Regions from separate parts of the Mus musculus genome. Here all the other regions are linked to region 1. The links are chromatin contacts, called in public Hi-C maps. All regions are on one chromosome and are shown on one strand. The core of a region is the stretch at or near the end of the contact, and the rest is flanking DNA. Distances in the headings are between cores, read along the strand shown.

Region 1 (4,625 bases), core at 712-3,211:
GTAGTTAATGGTGAGACAATTGAATGTTTTCAAAGAAAGAAAAAAGACATAAAACTATCAACGTGGTTGTCCTTCTTTTGATAGGAAGGAGTCCTGAGTGTCTTACACAGATGGTGAAGGAATTGTCCCAGCTTATTTGATTCTGGTGTGGACAATTTCTAGTGATGAGTCAGCAGAGAAGCTGAAAATGAAACTTAGGAATAACACAGTAGCTCTTCTAATCTGTAGTATTGCAGAACCATTAGAAATGTTGCTTATTATTCAGTTATAACCCAGGATAGATTTTGCAATCCAGCATGATAAAAAATACCCATGAGGGGAGCCACACAACACTATTAAAGTTTATGTAAAATGTGTGTGTGGAGAAGATTTTATGGAAGATATTTTTGCTTTTTAAATTTAACCTCACATCTGAGTCTTTATATAATTTTAAAGAATTAGAAAAGCATATATATGGTCAATATCAAATAAGCTGGAAAGTTACAAATGATCACAAGAGATGGAGCAGCAAGTTCCACTGAGAACACAGAGGTGAGCTAACACTACGCTAGAAATGGCTAGCAACACACTTGCAGTTTCTGTGTCATCTGCTGAGTTGCTTTCCCGTCCAGAGAAATTCCACAGGTTGTCACAGAAGTATAGAAAGCGCAGTGAAAAGTTTCCCTTTGACAAGGAAGCCCACTGAGTAGCTGATCTCTTGAAACATTTGATTCAGATATTGGAATTACTCATACTGACCTGCTCTAGCACAACACAGTATGTTGGGTTTTCCCAAAAGAAAGTAGTTGGCGGGGCTTAGGAATTCAGGAAAGAAATTCACATTTTCCTCACAGGAAAAAAAAATCTCACTTAGGAAATTGTTTTTGAAAATGATCTTTGTGTAACAATCTTGGCATATTATAGTGATTGGTTTTTTGGGGGTTTTGGGGACTTTTGGGGTTGCTGTTTATTTACTTTTTTTGGCAATTTCTTTTTTAAAGAAAGATTTTTTTATTTACATTTCAAATATTATCCCCTTTCCTGGTTTCCCCTCTGAAAATTCCCTCTCCCCTCTCCCCTCCCCCTGCTCCCTAACCCTCTCACTCCCATTCCTGGTCCTGATATTCCCTTATACTGGGGCATAGAGCCTTCACTACCATGCAAGGCAATCATCACAGAACTCCAGAATATGAGTGTAAACATCTCTAATGGGTATTTTGGCTTCATTGGAGTTATCCTTTGGTCTTCAAAAATTCACATCCATCCTACATGATAAATTCCTTTACCTAACCTACCGTCCCCTACAATTATGAACTTATTTTAGTATCAATTCAAGTCCCCAAATCTCACATCTAAACTGCCTAAATTACAAAGGAGTGTAGCTCTGACCGTACTGTATTCTCAGACAAAGTTATCTGTGAGCACTTGGAAAACTAGAAAACAAGCCCTGTGCTCCAGAATCCATGGGGCAGGTGTAAGTGATGCCTGTGGACGATGTCCCTCACAAAGGAAGAAAAGGAAAGACAAAACAGGCACCAGTCAGTCACATCCAGAGTCCACCCAGACAAACTCCCTAAGAGTCAACTTAGGAATGGCATGTGATTCTTGTCTGTGCCCTTGTGCCTTCGGCTTTTCTCAAAGCCATCAATTTTCACTAAGGGTAGCACATGTCTCTCCTGGAAAGACTGTGTGAACCAGGACAGAATTTAAGTTTGCTTAGGGCTCACATGGTAACAGATTTCTATAGAGGTGTGTGTGTGTGTGTGTGTGTGTGTGTGCGCGCGCGCGCTTCAAATTCCCATTCCCTTTGGGGTCCCTCCACGAGGCGTCTTTTGCCAGGCAATGCCCTAAGTTTAATTTCTGTCGTAATGGAAGAGGAAAGAGGATGGGAGGTGGGCTGGCTTGGCATCTGGATGAGTCCTGCCAAAGCTCAGCTAAGGGGAACCGCCTCCTCAGTGGAAGAGGAACTGGGAGGAGTCCAAGAGGCCACGGGCTAGAGGAATCAAAGTCTTCTTGATGGCTGTCCAGGGAGGCCTGTTGTCTCTGTGGCTGTGGCTATGGCTGTCCTTGCTGACAGTGCTTCTGGGGGCAAGAGCGCGGTGGACAGGGGAGGGTACCACTCCTCACCTCCAGAGCATCTTCCTGGGCCGCTGCGCAGAGTACACCACGCTGCTGAGCCTGGGGTAAGTGCTAAGCCAGACAGTGAAAAGGCAGAAGGGTGGGGTGAGGTGAGGGCTTTGGAAAGTCAGGTGGAGGGACTAGCGGGACTCCATGCAGGTGATGTGTATGTAGGTGATTCTTAGGGACAAGATCCCCTGTGCAGGGGATTTCCAGACCCGGGAGGAAACTGCTAAGGCTGCCCCTGTGGGTGTAGAGGTGAGGAGAAAGCTGTAATGCGACACCAGTCTAGAGGTGAATTTGAGTGAAAGAGCCTTGCCTACTATCAACAACTGCCAGTTTGGGTATTTTGAGCACCACTTGGGAATTAGCTCCCCTTGTCCCATCTAGAGGATTCTGGTTCCCCCTACCTTGTGCACACTGTGTTTCCTATTGAAATAATTTCCTTCTCTGGATCTGCTTTTTTGTGTTGTTACACCACTCTTTCTCATGCCAGTTGTTTTTAATTGGGATGCAGCTCAATAAAATAAAATGAGAGAATAACATAAGAAGTCAGGTTGGTCATTGTCACCAAAGGTAGGACAACATGACCATTGCTATAGAACGTGATTTTGAAAGGCGTCCTGGACCTCAGGAGTGAAAACTGGCCCCAGAAGCCACTCTGACTCAGTAGAGGAAACTGCTCCCAACACTTGGCATCCACTCCTATCTTCCCAAGTCTTGCCTCCTGACTTGACCTCAGTGGGCCCAGAGACTCGCCCTCTAATGAACCTGAACAAGGAGCTCCACTCTTGTGTCTTAATGAATAGGCGAAAGCCAGAGGTGTGGTTCAGTGCTAGAACAGTTGACTACATGATACATGTGCAGTACCTCCACCACAGACAGAGGGGGGGGAAGGGGGAGGGGAGGGGAAGGGGGAGGGGGAGGGAGAGGGGGACGGAGAGGGAGGGGGGAGGGAGAGGGAGAAGGAGAGTTCTGAAAACCAGAAGTTTCCTGGTTTATTGACATTGAAATTGTCACTTTCTAGCATCACTTTTATCTGTGGCCTTGTCTGCTTCTGTCATAAGTCTGGAGGTGGGGATGGGGTAGGGGACTGCTTTCCTTAAACTGGAGAACTCTGTTTTGTTGTGTGCACAGAATGTGTGTGTGTGTGTGTGTGTGTGTGTGTGTGTGTGTGTGTGTATGTGTGTGTGTTGTGCCTGTGCCCACAGAGAGGAAGACAGCCTACTCTATCATTTTCTGTCTTAGTCTGGAAGCTAGAGTTAGGCTAGTGGCCAGCAAGTCCCAGTCATCTTCCTGTTTCCACCTAATACAATGCTGGGGTTAGAGGCACCGGCAGCCATATGGGCAGGGTTGGTGGGTGATGAACTCAGGTCCTCTTGCCTATGGCACAAGCGGCCTTACCCTCCGAACTGCGTCTCCAGTTCTGACCGGCACTTTTTTGTACAGGAACAAAAACTGCACAGCCATCTGGGAGGCCTTCAAGGGGGTGCTGGACAAGGACCCCTGCTCTGTGCTCCCCTCAGACTATGATCTCTTCATTAACCTCTCCAGGCACCCCATTCCTAGGGACAAGGTAAGGACAGATCCTTCAGCTATGGACCAAAGTGTCATTTTTACATCTATGCTGCCTTTTGTTTCTTCCTACGTCTTTGTTGAGGAAAAGCAGAAACATAATTCAAAAATTATGCTGGTCAATGAACTAAGCAAATAACGTATTGAAATCCTTCTGTTCCTGGTGTTGCTGCATTAAGGGTTAAGGGTCTGACATAAACAGCAGTTCTTGTAGCCCTTCCAGTCTACAAAGAGACTGGACTACTGAGGACCAGATGAGCCAGTGACCAAGAATGTTGTTGTACGTGCAGCGTGGAGACACTATTTATCCTGGAAGGTTCCAGGTATGCTGTGAAGAATTCGGTGTTTTGAAGCACTGTTCGCTCCAGGAAGGGCATTGTGCAATCGCATACCTTCCTAATCAGAGCTACGGAACAAGGCCTACGGCTTCTGGTCCTCCTTTTCCACAGCTAGAAACGGAGGCACACACGGAGAGACGGAATGCCTTAACAAAGATTACACATCTAGCATGCGATGGAGCCAGGCTTCAAGCCCTGGTCTTAATCATTCCTAATGCAAGGTTCTTAGCAATGATGCACACATTTTGTACTACAGGGGAGATATGTCATCATCTAAGTCAGCGGTTCTCAACCAGTGGGACCCCTTTTGGCAAACCTCTATCTCCAAAAATATCTACATCTCAATTAATAACAGTGGCAAAATGATACTTAGCAAGTAGCAATGAAAATGATTTTACCGTTGGGGGTCACCACAGCCCGAGGAACTGCATTAAAGGGTCACAGCATTAGGGAGGTTGAGAACCACTGCTCTGCATGGTGTCTTTGTAGTACAGGAAGGACAAAGGTGACACTCTTCAAAGGCGCCACAGCAGCAAGGCAAGAGAAAGCTGCGGGCCTGCGGCAGGTCTGCATTCCGTGAGGAACGGCTGCTGACTTACCTCGACGACACTGCAG
Region 2 (4,625 bases), core at 1,115-3,614, 380 kb after region 1:
AGACTCTTTCACGCATTCAAGATTTATTTAAGCTGGACGTGGTGGCGCACGCCTTTAATCCCAGCACTTGGGAGGCAGAGGCAGGCGGATTTCTGAGTTCGAGGCCAATCTGGTCTATAGAGTGAGTTCCAGGACAGCCAGGGCTATACAGAGAAACCCTGTCTCGAAAAATCAGAAAAAAAAAAAAAAAAAAAAAAAGATTTAAATTTCCAATGAGTCCTTTCCTCATATCTTCTTCTCCTCCTCCTCTCTTTTTTTCTTCCTTCCTTCCTTCCTTCCTTCCTTCCTTCCTTCCTTCCTTCCTTCCTTCCTTCCTTCCTTCCTTCCTGAGGTGGGTTAGTGGTTTGTGGGATAACTCCTTTTCTGTAGAAGTTTGTTCTTTGAAACATTACTTAAATTTTTCAGAATTAAAAAATTAGTTGATTCTTCTTTCTGAGAGTATAGCATAAAAACTGAAGCCTAAGTCAGGGATGGAAGCAATAAGATGGAGAAAACAAACAGAAAAGAAGAACTTTAGGATTCCCTTTTATTGGACATGACATTTGCATGACAAGAACGAATACGCTGGAGTCTACAGCAGGCCTATTCCTCAATGATACAGTGACAAGGTGCAGATCCCTGCTCAGGCTTCTGTTTTGGCAGGTTTTTACTTATACACTCAACTGTTAGGAGTGGGAGCTTCCGTTAGGAGCTATGGCCTCTTTATCTTTACCAGCAGTGACTACTTCAAGCTGTGGTGTGGGCTGAACTCATTTGCTACTGTGTCCCTGGCCTCAGAGCCACACACACACCTACCTCTTAGGAGTTTCTTGGCTATTTAGTCTGTTCAGCTCCTTCTCAGCCTGTCCACAAGAGCATAATGTGTACGTTTTTTAAACTGTTCCTGTAACTAGGCTGTGGGACCAGCTCTGAGAGTAGCTGTCACAGGCTGCATTCTTGCTTTCTACAGGTTATTAGTAAGTTTGATACATCCATTTGGACTCAATATGGGATACTGCAAGTCTGAAAAGAGACACATTCAGAAAGGGTGATAGTAGGTGGGAAGTTAGGCTGGTAAGATGGCTCAGCAGTTAAGAGCACTAACTGCTCTTCCGAAGGTCCTGAGTTCAAATCCCAGCAACCACATGGTAGCTCACAACCACCTGTAATGAGATCTGATGTCCTCTTCTGGTGTGTCTGAAGGCAGCTACAGCTATTATTACTTACATATAATAATAAATAAATCTTTGGGCTGGAGCAAGTAGGGACTGAGCAAGCAGAGTTGACCAGAACGAGCAGAGGTCCAAAATTCAATTCCCAAAACCACATGAAGGCTCACAACCATCTGTACAGCTATAGTGTTCTCATATACATAAAATAAATAAATAAATAAATAAATAAATCTTAAAAAAAAAAAAAAAAAGCAGGTGGGAAGCCATGTAGTGAGCTTATCAAGACAGGCCTGGCTTTGCTAGTCAGATCCCAAGCCCTCCAAAAGATGTGGGATGCTGATTGCTTTTTCTTTGCAGCTCAAGCTAGAGCTTTGAGCTGAAGTGCACCTAGCACTACCTCCATCATTACTTTCTTCCTGATTTTCCATGGAAAGCAGGGTACATTTTTTTTCTTTCCTTCCCTCACACCCAGCTGAGATCACACTTCCCTGCCAAGGGCTAACTGATGATCGAGGAGACTTCATGCCCTATACTCTATATGAGGCTGGGACTGGGAACAGTGGTTCTTCTGTCAAGAGCAAACATTTCTAATTTAGATATCAAGAGGAGAAACGCTAGAAGGTCCTGCATCCCTGGACTATAGACGGGCATTATCCCACTGATAGCCAGGGAGCACAATGAAAGGCATCAATGCAGGCATGGCTGTTTACAAACACTGACTGTCAAAACCTCCAAACTCATATATAACCTATCATATGGAAAATTATTATGTTAAGAAACAAACATACCTCTCACTTTATTAATTTTTAAAATACACAGTGGAAAACAGAACAAATGTACTTGCTCTGGGTCCTCAGCTCTCTATCACTGCCTTAACATCTTACTGTCTGCTACAGCAGTTACAGGTTTTCAGAGTGGAGGACTACTATTCCAACACAACATAAAACTTGTTTTACAACGTCTATAAAACAAGGATTTTCTTTCCACATGTGCCCATTAATAAAAAAGGAAAGCAGCAAAACCAAAACAACACACCCTCCCCTTCCCGAGTAGCATTGTACACAGTGCTTATTTGTATCGCAGCTTCTCCAAGATCTAACCACAAGTGAGTTTGCCTAATTAAAACGACGTGAACCAACCACAGCACTTGCCCCTATTCTGTAGGGTATTTTTAGATGACTATCAGTAATCACTACAAACTCCATAAGAAGCTTATCTACAGTGCTGCCAACCAACCCAGAGCGACACCTAGATAATCTTTCAGGCTCAAGTCCTAGGTATGATGTCTGTTAAAGAGCCAATTATAGGCAGTTCCTTTAGTAAATGCTGGAGATCTCAAGAGAATGCTGGACAAAATAACAAACCAACCAACCAGCCAACCAACCAAAGCAACCAACCAACCAAATAAACAACAACAACAACAAAAACCCACATTAGTCTAACCTAGTTTAGACTAATAGTTTTATTACATGCCACTCAAGATAAGATTAAATAAGACATTCAATAGAACTTCCAATAAAAATAAGACATTTAACACAACTTAAAAGATATTCAAGTTAAAAATATCTATATAGAAGCAGACTCTCTACATTTCTAAATTTTACCTTTTAACCCCTACAAATACTTCTACTATACTTTCATAGTAATTACAAATGATAATTTCATGTCATATGTCTTACTATTATACATCTCTGAGCTGTTTAAAGTGCTCATAGAGTCATGCAAGTAGAACTATGCAGCAGAGAAAGATGCTCCCTGTGAGGCGTCCCCACGCCTTGATACTCTACTGATAAAAAGAAGTGGGACTGGCAAGATCAAGAAGGAAGAGGAGGCAACAATGGCAAGCAGAGCCCTCCTGCCAGTTCATTTCAAGCCATGGACGGAGGCCAGGAGTGAGCATGCCTCATTTCACTGAAAAGTATGTATAACTGAGGGCTGGAGGGGACACGTACATACTATTGAAAGTTTGAAAATGTGTATTTCATGTGGTTCATATTTTTAAGAGAAGTCCCTTTATGGTCTTAAGTTAACTGGAACAAAGGATTAGGACCAAGATGCTTTCCTGAACTGAGAAACTCATCATTTAAGTCTGACACTGAGTAAAAAATAATCACTTAATACTTTTCACTCGATTGCTAACACCTTCTTTTGTACATTAAATTAATTAATTAGAATGAAGTGGCTGATTTATGAAGCGCCATTTATGTTTGGAATAACACAAAGTAAACAGTGGTTCTAGGAACAAGTGAGCTGGGCTTAGCCCTAAGGTGAGGACTGAGGTGTCATTAGAGAATATCTCATGGTGACTTTCATGGTGACAGTGTGGTCAAACACTGGAATAGACATGGATAAGGCTTAAGACCAAGTGAGGATGCTACTGAAGGCTGGGCGGCACATCTTCCTCAGTTTGTCCCATCCTCAAATGGTTATGTGGCTATGCTGGTGCCTATGCTTTGGTACTGAGGTCAATCTGGCCAAGAGTATAAAAGGAAAAATCAGGGTTTACTCACCACAAGGAGTCCCTGTGCCACCACACTCCATCCTATAAAGGAAGTGAAAGTGCTCCTCCCTTCGGTCTGATTTACAAGAGAGAAAGAAAGAAAGAAGGTTGGAATGTTGCTACGCTACTTTGAGCGTCATGGTGGGGAACATGGGATGACAAAACCTGATGATGCTATGAAGGCTTTCTCCATAACCATGTACTCTCTCTCTCTCCCCACTGGTGTGGCACACATCAGCCTTGGTCAGAGGAAAGAATGGACATCCTTGTTTCCCTGACAAAGACACTAAGAGCTCTCCTACACTCATGTTCTTGTGGTGGCATTAATTACTCAGGCCAGAATCAAATGCTTAACTTCGTGTGGGGAAAGAAAAGCCTATTTATACAGCACAAATAAAGTTAGTTTGAGCACAACTAAATTTAAGGCACATGAAGGAAAAGTCAACAAGTTAAGAAACTTAAGAATTTGAAATTCATAGTTCTTTTGGGAGATAAGAACTCTCTTACAGGGTCAAAAGAAAAGATATTCCTAACCTAAAACAAGAAAAAAAGTCAATGACGTCTTCAATGAGAGCTATGTCTAAAACCAAGACAAGGGATCAGGAAACGTGCTTGCCTGAATTTTATTTACTCTAATAGCAAAAGAAAAACACTCCAGCATTCCTAAATCCAGTCAGCTTACTTAGCACCATATAATGTTCAAAAGTGCTTTCTTTACTTCTAGCTATCAGCTCTGGCTTCTAGATTTTACCATTTTCCTCTGTAATCTCATTCAATGTATGACTTAAGTGTGACAGAATCTAAAGCACAAAATAATGGAAATTCTAGGAAGAGACAGTATTCACACTGATACCACGTAAACTACCACATGCTCAGTATTTTTAATCGATCCCATAGATGAACTTAGAAAGATACCTGTAGCTATCAAGCACAGATAACTCATAATGAATCACAATCTAATTCTGTTTCTATCT
Region 3 (4,625 bases), core at 953-3,452, 260 kb after region 1:
CACAGTAGTTTAGCAACAGCAGCCCAAATGTACACAGTTATCTACAGGTGAACATATACCCTTTCTTTCTTGTTTCCGTATATCGTATAGGAACATACACTTTCTATAAAATAGAAAGTCTACAGTAGGCAGGTCTGCTGCGCTTGTGATGAGTAACACTGCAAGCAAAAAATCAGCAGTGGGCTTCTGTAGCCAGCAATTCCACTGTATCCCAAGCAGCAGGAATTCATTTTGGACGGACACAGAAGACACTGCCTCTGTGTGCATAGTCCTCCCGAGACAAACATCCCTCACCCACACCCCCTCCCACTTCTGGTCCACTCTCCTGCTAGCTTGTCCTTTTAGCTTACATTGATAGTGTGGTCCTAAGTAAGCAAGTGTCCTGTCCCAGAGCCTTAGTAAAAGCCTCTGTAAAAGAAAGCAACCTTATGTTTATGATCTCCCTTGAACGACAATTTCCCTCACACCAAGTGGCCGAATTAGTGCCAATTCCCAGTGGCCAGGTGAGCCACAGAGTTCTATAGAAGGTTCTGCTGTTGCAGAAACATGAGTAAATTTTAAAAAAAATTAAAAAGAAAACATAACCCTTTCACAGACAAACCCCTCAAAAAGAGAAACTAAGAACTAAGAAGTGCCCGTCCCTCAACAGTTATCAGAAATCATGTCTTAACTATCAGTGCACACAGTTTATAGTTCACCTTACCACACTTCCTCAGGTCAGGGGTAGCATGAAGCATGACAGACCTTCTGATGAACTTGAAATCTTTCAAGACCATTGAAAATGACATCTCATGACTAGTAACCCTACTGGGGGCAAATATCTAAAGGGCAGAGAAAAGCTAAATGCAAGCATAACCCTAGTTGAGACGGGAATGAGTTCTGTTCATGCGCGTCAGTTTTCGTGCGATCCCCGGCTTGTCCTCTGAGATTCGGGAGAATACGAGTAAGGGGAGAGACACTTGCTGCTGGAGAATCTGCTTTGGGGTTCTGGGGTACTCTGTTTCTCCTAATTACATTCAACAGCTGGCCACTCTCAGAACAAACCACAGCTCCACCACCTGGACCCGCTTTACCTGCTACCCCAGCTCTGCAGGAAAATACCCACCACGAAGGGGATGCATGTGGACAGAAGGCTGGGCTCATGCCAAGGCCCCCAATGTCAGGAGGGAGCTTGCACAGTTTCTAGAAACTAAAAGGCAGGAGTGACTGCAGCCCAGACAGCCAGGACAGAACGGCTGGAGACCCTCAGCAGTGAGCCGAAGCCAGCATGGGGCTGGGGATAGGACTCACACAGCCAGCAATATGTTTACTGCACACTCAATAAATTCCAGCTCTCAATAAATACCATTCCAGGCCCTGGGGATACGGAACTATGAAGTTAAGTGAACAGGGTTAGTTGAACTCTTCCAGTAAGATGCTTTGATTCTGAGACATGAAATGGGCAAATACTGTACAGGCATTATCCTTTTTTGGAGGGGAAGGGATATGTTTCAAAACCCCCAGTGGATGCCTAACATTGCATATAGTTCCAAACCCTAGATAAACTGTTGTATTTTGTTTTTTTTTTTTACTACATGCAATCTAGTTATAAATTAGACATAGCGAGAGATGAACAGTAACAAATTATACAATTAGAACTATTATACATTGCTGAAATAAAACCACTAGTATACCTTCTCTTGTGTTTCAGGAATTATTTAGGAAAACAAGAGTTCCTTGACATAAGCAGTGTCCAGCACCACACCACTGAATGTGACAGCAGAGATAGGTAACAGGCAGGGAGCATATAGAACATGGAGCCTCTGGATAAGGAGATGGTTCACGACATGGACAGAATGGATCGGGAAGACAGAGATTTTATCACACTGCTCTGAACAACACACAACCTGAAAGTTTATGAATTGCTTATATCTGAAAGTTTCAATTAAAAATTTTAGATCATGGGTTACTGAACCCACAGAAGATAAAACCCCAGAGGAAGAGGGTACCCCTGGAATGTTGGAGTATATGAAATGAAGAAAAATGGAGAGCAGGGTGATGGTCTGAAGAGATAAAATCCAAACAAAGACTGGAGGGAAATGAGAGATAAGCCATCCAATAGAATGGTTCAAAAGGAAATACAGAGACACCAGAGGCAGGAGGATGCTCTAAGTTTCAGGAACAGTGGGGATGCCAGATGGCATAACCATCATAGTCTTTGTCCAGATGGCATAACCAGATGGCATAACCATCTTAGTCTTTGTCCTTGCTACATGTACTGAGGGCCCACCTAAGCTGGGATCCAGGTGAGTGACAGCCTCAGCTCAGGAAGACAGTTCTGCCGAAAAGAAGGGGACAGATCTGACACAAGATCTGACACAAGCTTCTTACACAGTTTCAGTTTCCATGTGATGAACAAGCCTGCAACAAGGAGCCTACAGCAAAAAGGAGCAGCCCTACTGCTGCTGTATTACGGACTCAGGAGTCTCCTACTTCCAAAGTCAGAGGAACTTGACTTGGCTTCAATGTCAGAAGCACGTAGTCACTTCTGCTCAGCTTTATTTTCCGGCACAAGGTGTATCTGGAGTGGCTCTTTAAAGAAATGCGAGACAGTGTCAGTAAGCCAGGAACATCACCCTCCACATGTCTCACTCAATTACCCTCCAGATGCTCATGTCCAAATCTCATTAGGCTGAGCTTCTGGGTCAGCCAATTCCTAAGAGGATATTAAAGCATACACAACCTCCTCTCCCCGCAACACCCAGACCATACAAAGAGAGCCTTTGACTCGATTAATATAACTGTCATATTTAATAAGTAAACATCCAACTGAGAAACTGTAAAGCCATGAACGGGAATTTTGAGATTCCTGCTAGAGAAAGATCAAATAGGAATAGACTTATCACATCATCTTTGAGATCCCAGTGTCAACTACCCATGTAGGCAGAAACTACCCCACCTCAGAGCACCCATTCATGTAAACCAACTGGAAAAGAAATACATGAAGAAAATCCCCAGTAGAAAGCCTTCCCCTGGTGGTTAAGGGGACAGACACTGCCCTCCAGTTTCCCAGCACCAGACACCTGGAACTACTCAGAGTAATTGGGTAAGAAAGACTAAAGACTGGAAAGAGGCCACTTTTGTTTTCTTGGCTTGTTTTCTTCTGAAACACACCCAGCAAGTGCTCAACAACATCCTAAGAGGACAAGCGTCACAGAGAATTACAAAGAACAGCAGGGAGAGACAATGCAAAGAGGGGCATGTGAGTCCACACATTGCTCATGGCTCAGGACAAAGCCTGTGTGTACTCCAGGACATGCTGTTGAAGATACCAACATTTTCAGATAAACAGACCCTACCAACTTTTTCACAACTTTTTAATAGGGTAAGAGTTCCTCAGATGGCACTAGTCATACTAGGCAAAAGGGATGATCAAAACCGAAATTATAAACTACTAGGAAAACAAAACCAACTTAATTGTAGTTGTTAAGAAATAAGAATCAGCCGGGCAGTGGTGGCGCATGCCTTTAATCCCAGTACTCGGCAGATCTCTGAGTTCGAGGCCAACCTGGTCTACAGAGTGAGTTCCAGGACAGCCAGGATTACACTGAGAAACTCTGTCTTGGGAAAAAAAATTAAGAAGAATCAGGCTGGAGAGTTGGCTCCATTAAAAGCGTTGACTGCTCTTCCAGAGGTCTTGTGTTCAATTCCCAACAACCACATGGTGGCTTGCAACCATCTGTAATGGGATCTGATGCCCTCTTTTGGTGAAGTCAGCTACAGTATACTCATATACATTAAATAAATAAATACATAAATAAATAAATAAATAAATAAGGAAATAAGAATCAAGTTTAAAGAGATACAATTCAAAAGTTGTACCAGTGGGTGGAACTGACTGGGAAGGACTAGGAGGTGTGGCTTTGTTGGAGGAGGTGTGTCAATAGGGATGGACCTTTTCATTTCAAAAGGTTTGTGCCATTCCTAGTGCTTTATTCTTTGCCTCCTGCTTGTGATCACATGTGAGCTCTCAGCTGTTTTTGCTGCCGTGAATTTGCTTCACCACCATGGACTCTAACCCTCTGGAACTATAAGCCCAACTATATGCTTTCTTCTACAAGTTGTCGTGACCATGGTATTTTATTACAGCATTAAAAACGGAACTAAGACAGAAGTGAATTTAAGACCAGCCTGGAAGACACTATCTCATAATATTAAATTTTTTAAAAAGACTGAATAAAAAATATTAATTTTTCAGTTAAAGTTATCACTGTCATTGGGGCTACTAAGGTCAGAGCCTAGGTCCTAGCATCCCTCAACAAGCGAGGCTTGGCTGCTCATCCTAAGTACTCCAACAGACAAGTCATAGCAAAAAGGCAGAGAAAGGAGATTCACTCAGTGTAATGACAATGGAAAAGAAGGGGGACAAAGAGATCCAGTGACACCCCACCCACAAGTACAGCTTTGGTCCTGACATGGGATTTGGTTTTACACAGAAAGGAGAACATAATTGCTCAATCCTGGTCAAGGTGTGGTTCTGCCAGCCACTGACCCATCTGTCTGGCCAGGTCTCTACTGTAAAGTATCCGCCATGTTATCAGCCTGTGCGCATCTCTTCCTAGGAGACAAGTTCCTCCTCGGAAGAC

The links. Hi-C and Micro-C count contacts between places; a contact is called where the count stands out from the background.
Region 2: a contact with region 1 is called in a Hi-C map of rod photoreceptor, with 2.3 times the contacts expected there. The contact joins the enhancer-like site here to the promoter of Bst1 in region 1. A contact is called at or near these places in 7 of 39 promoter capture datasets (the 3T3-L1 cell line, 3T3-L1-derived adipocytes, the C10 cell line and 4 more), 3 of 484 Hi-C or Micro-C datasets (cortical neurons, large pre-B cells and rod photoreceptor), 2 of 115 datasets of contacts at active chromatin or transcription factors (CD8 T cells and effector CD8 T cells) and 3 of 9 other capture datasets (adipose tissue, liver and pancreatic islet).
Region 3: a contact with region 1 is called in a Hi-C map of rod photoreceptor, with 2.9 times the contacts expected there. The contact joins the enhancer-like site here to the promoter of Bst1 in region 1. A contact is called at or near these places in 5 of 39 promoter capture datasets (embryonic stem cells, hippocampal neurons, liver and 2 more), 1 of 484 Hi-C or Micro-C datasets (rod photoreceptor) and 2 of 9 other capture datasets (adipose tissue and liver).

The regions. Positions count from the first base shown.
Region 1 is chr5:43,816,932-43,821,556 of GRCm38.p6, forward strand. Bst1 (bone marrow stromal cell antigen 1) reads left to right here and starts at 1,962. Exons shown (of 9, transcript NM_009763.3): 1 at 1,962-2,162; 2 at 3,547-3,673. The coding sequence starts at 1,996.
Region 2 is chr5:44,195,652-44,200,276 of GRCm38.p6, forward strand. The region is part of intron 3 of Tapt1 (transmembrane anterior posterior transformation 1); the gene reads right to left. Among named protein-coding and RNA genes, the nearest start is that of Tapt1, 29 kb to the right of the region's middle. Within about 2 kb of position 2,365, at least 13 of the 459 cell types and tissues checked have an H3K27ac peak or open chromatin away from gene starts, as enhancers often do. A contact at or near this core is called in rod photoreceptor, where this site is marked.
Region 3 is chr5:44,078,194-44,082,818 of GRCm38.p6, forward strand. The region is part of intron 2 of Prom1 (prominin 1); the gene reads right to left. Among named protein-coding and RNA genes, the nearest start is that of Prom1, 21 kb to the right of the region's middle. Within about 2 kb of position 2,203, at least 22 of the 459 cell types and tissues checked have an H3K27ac peak or open chromatin away from gene starts, as enhancers often do. A contact at or near this core is called in rod photoreceptor, where this site is marked.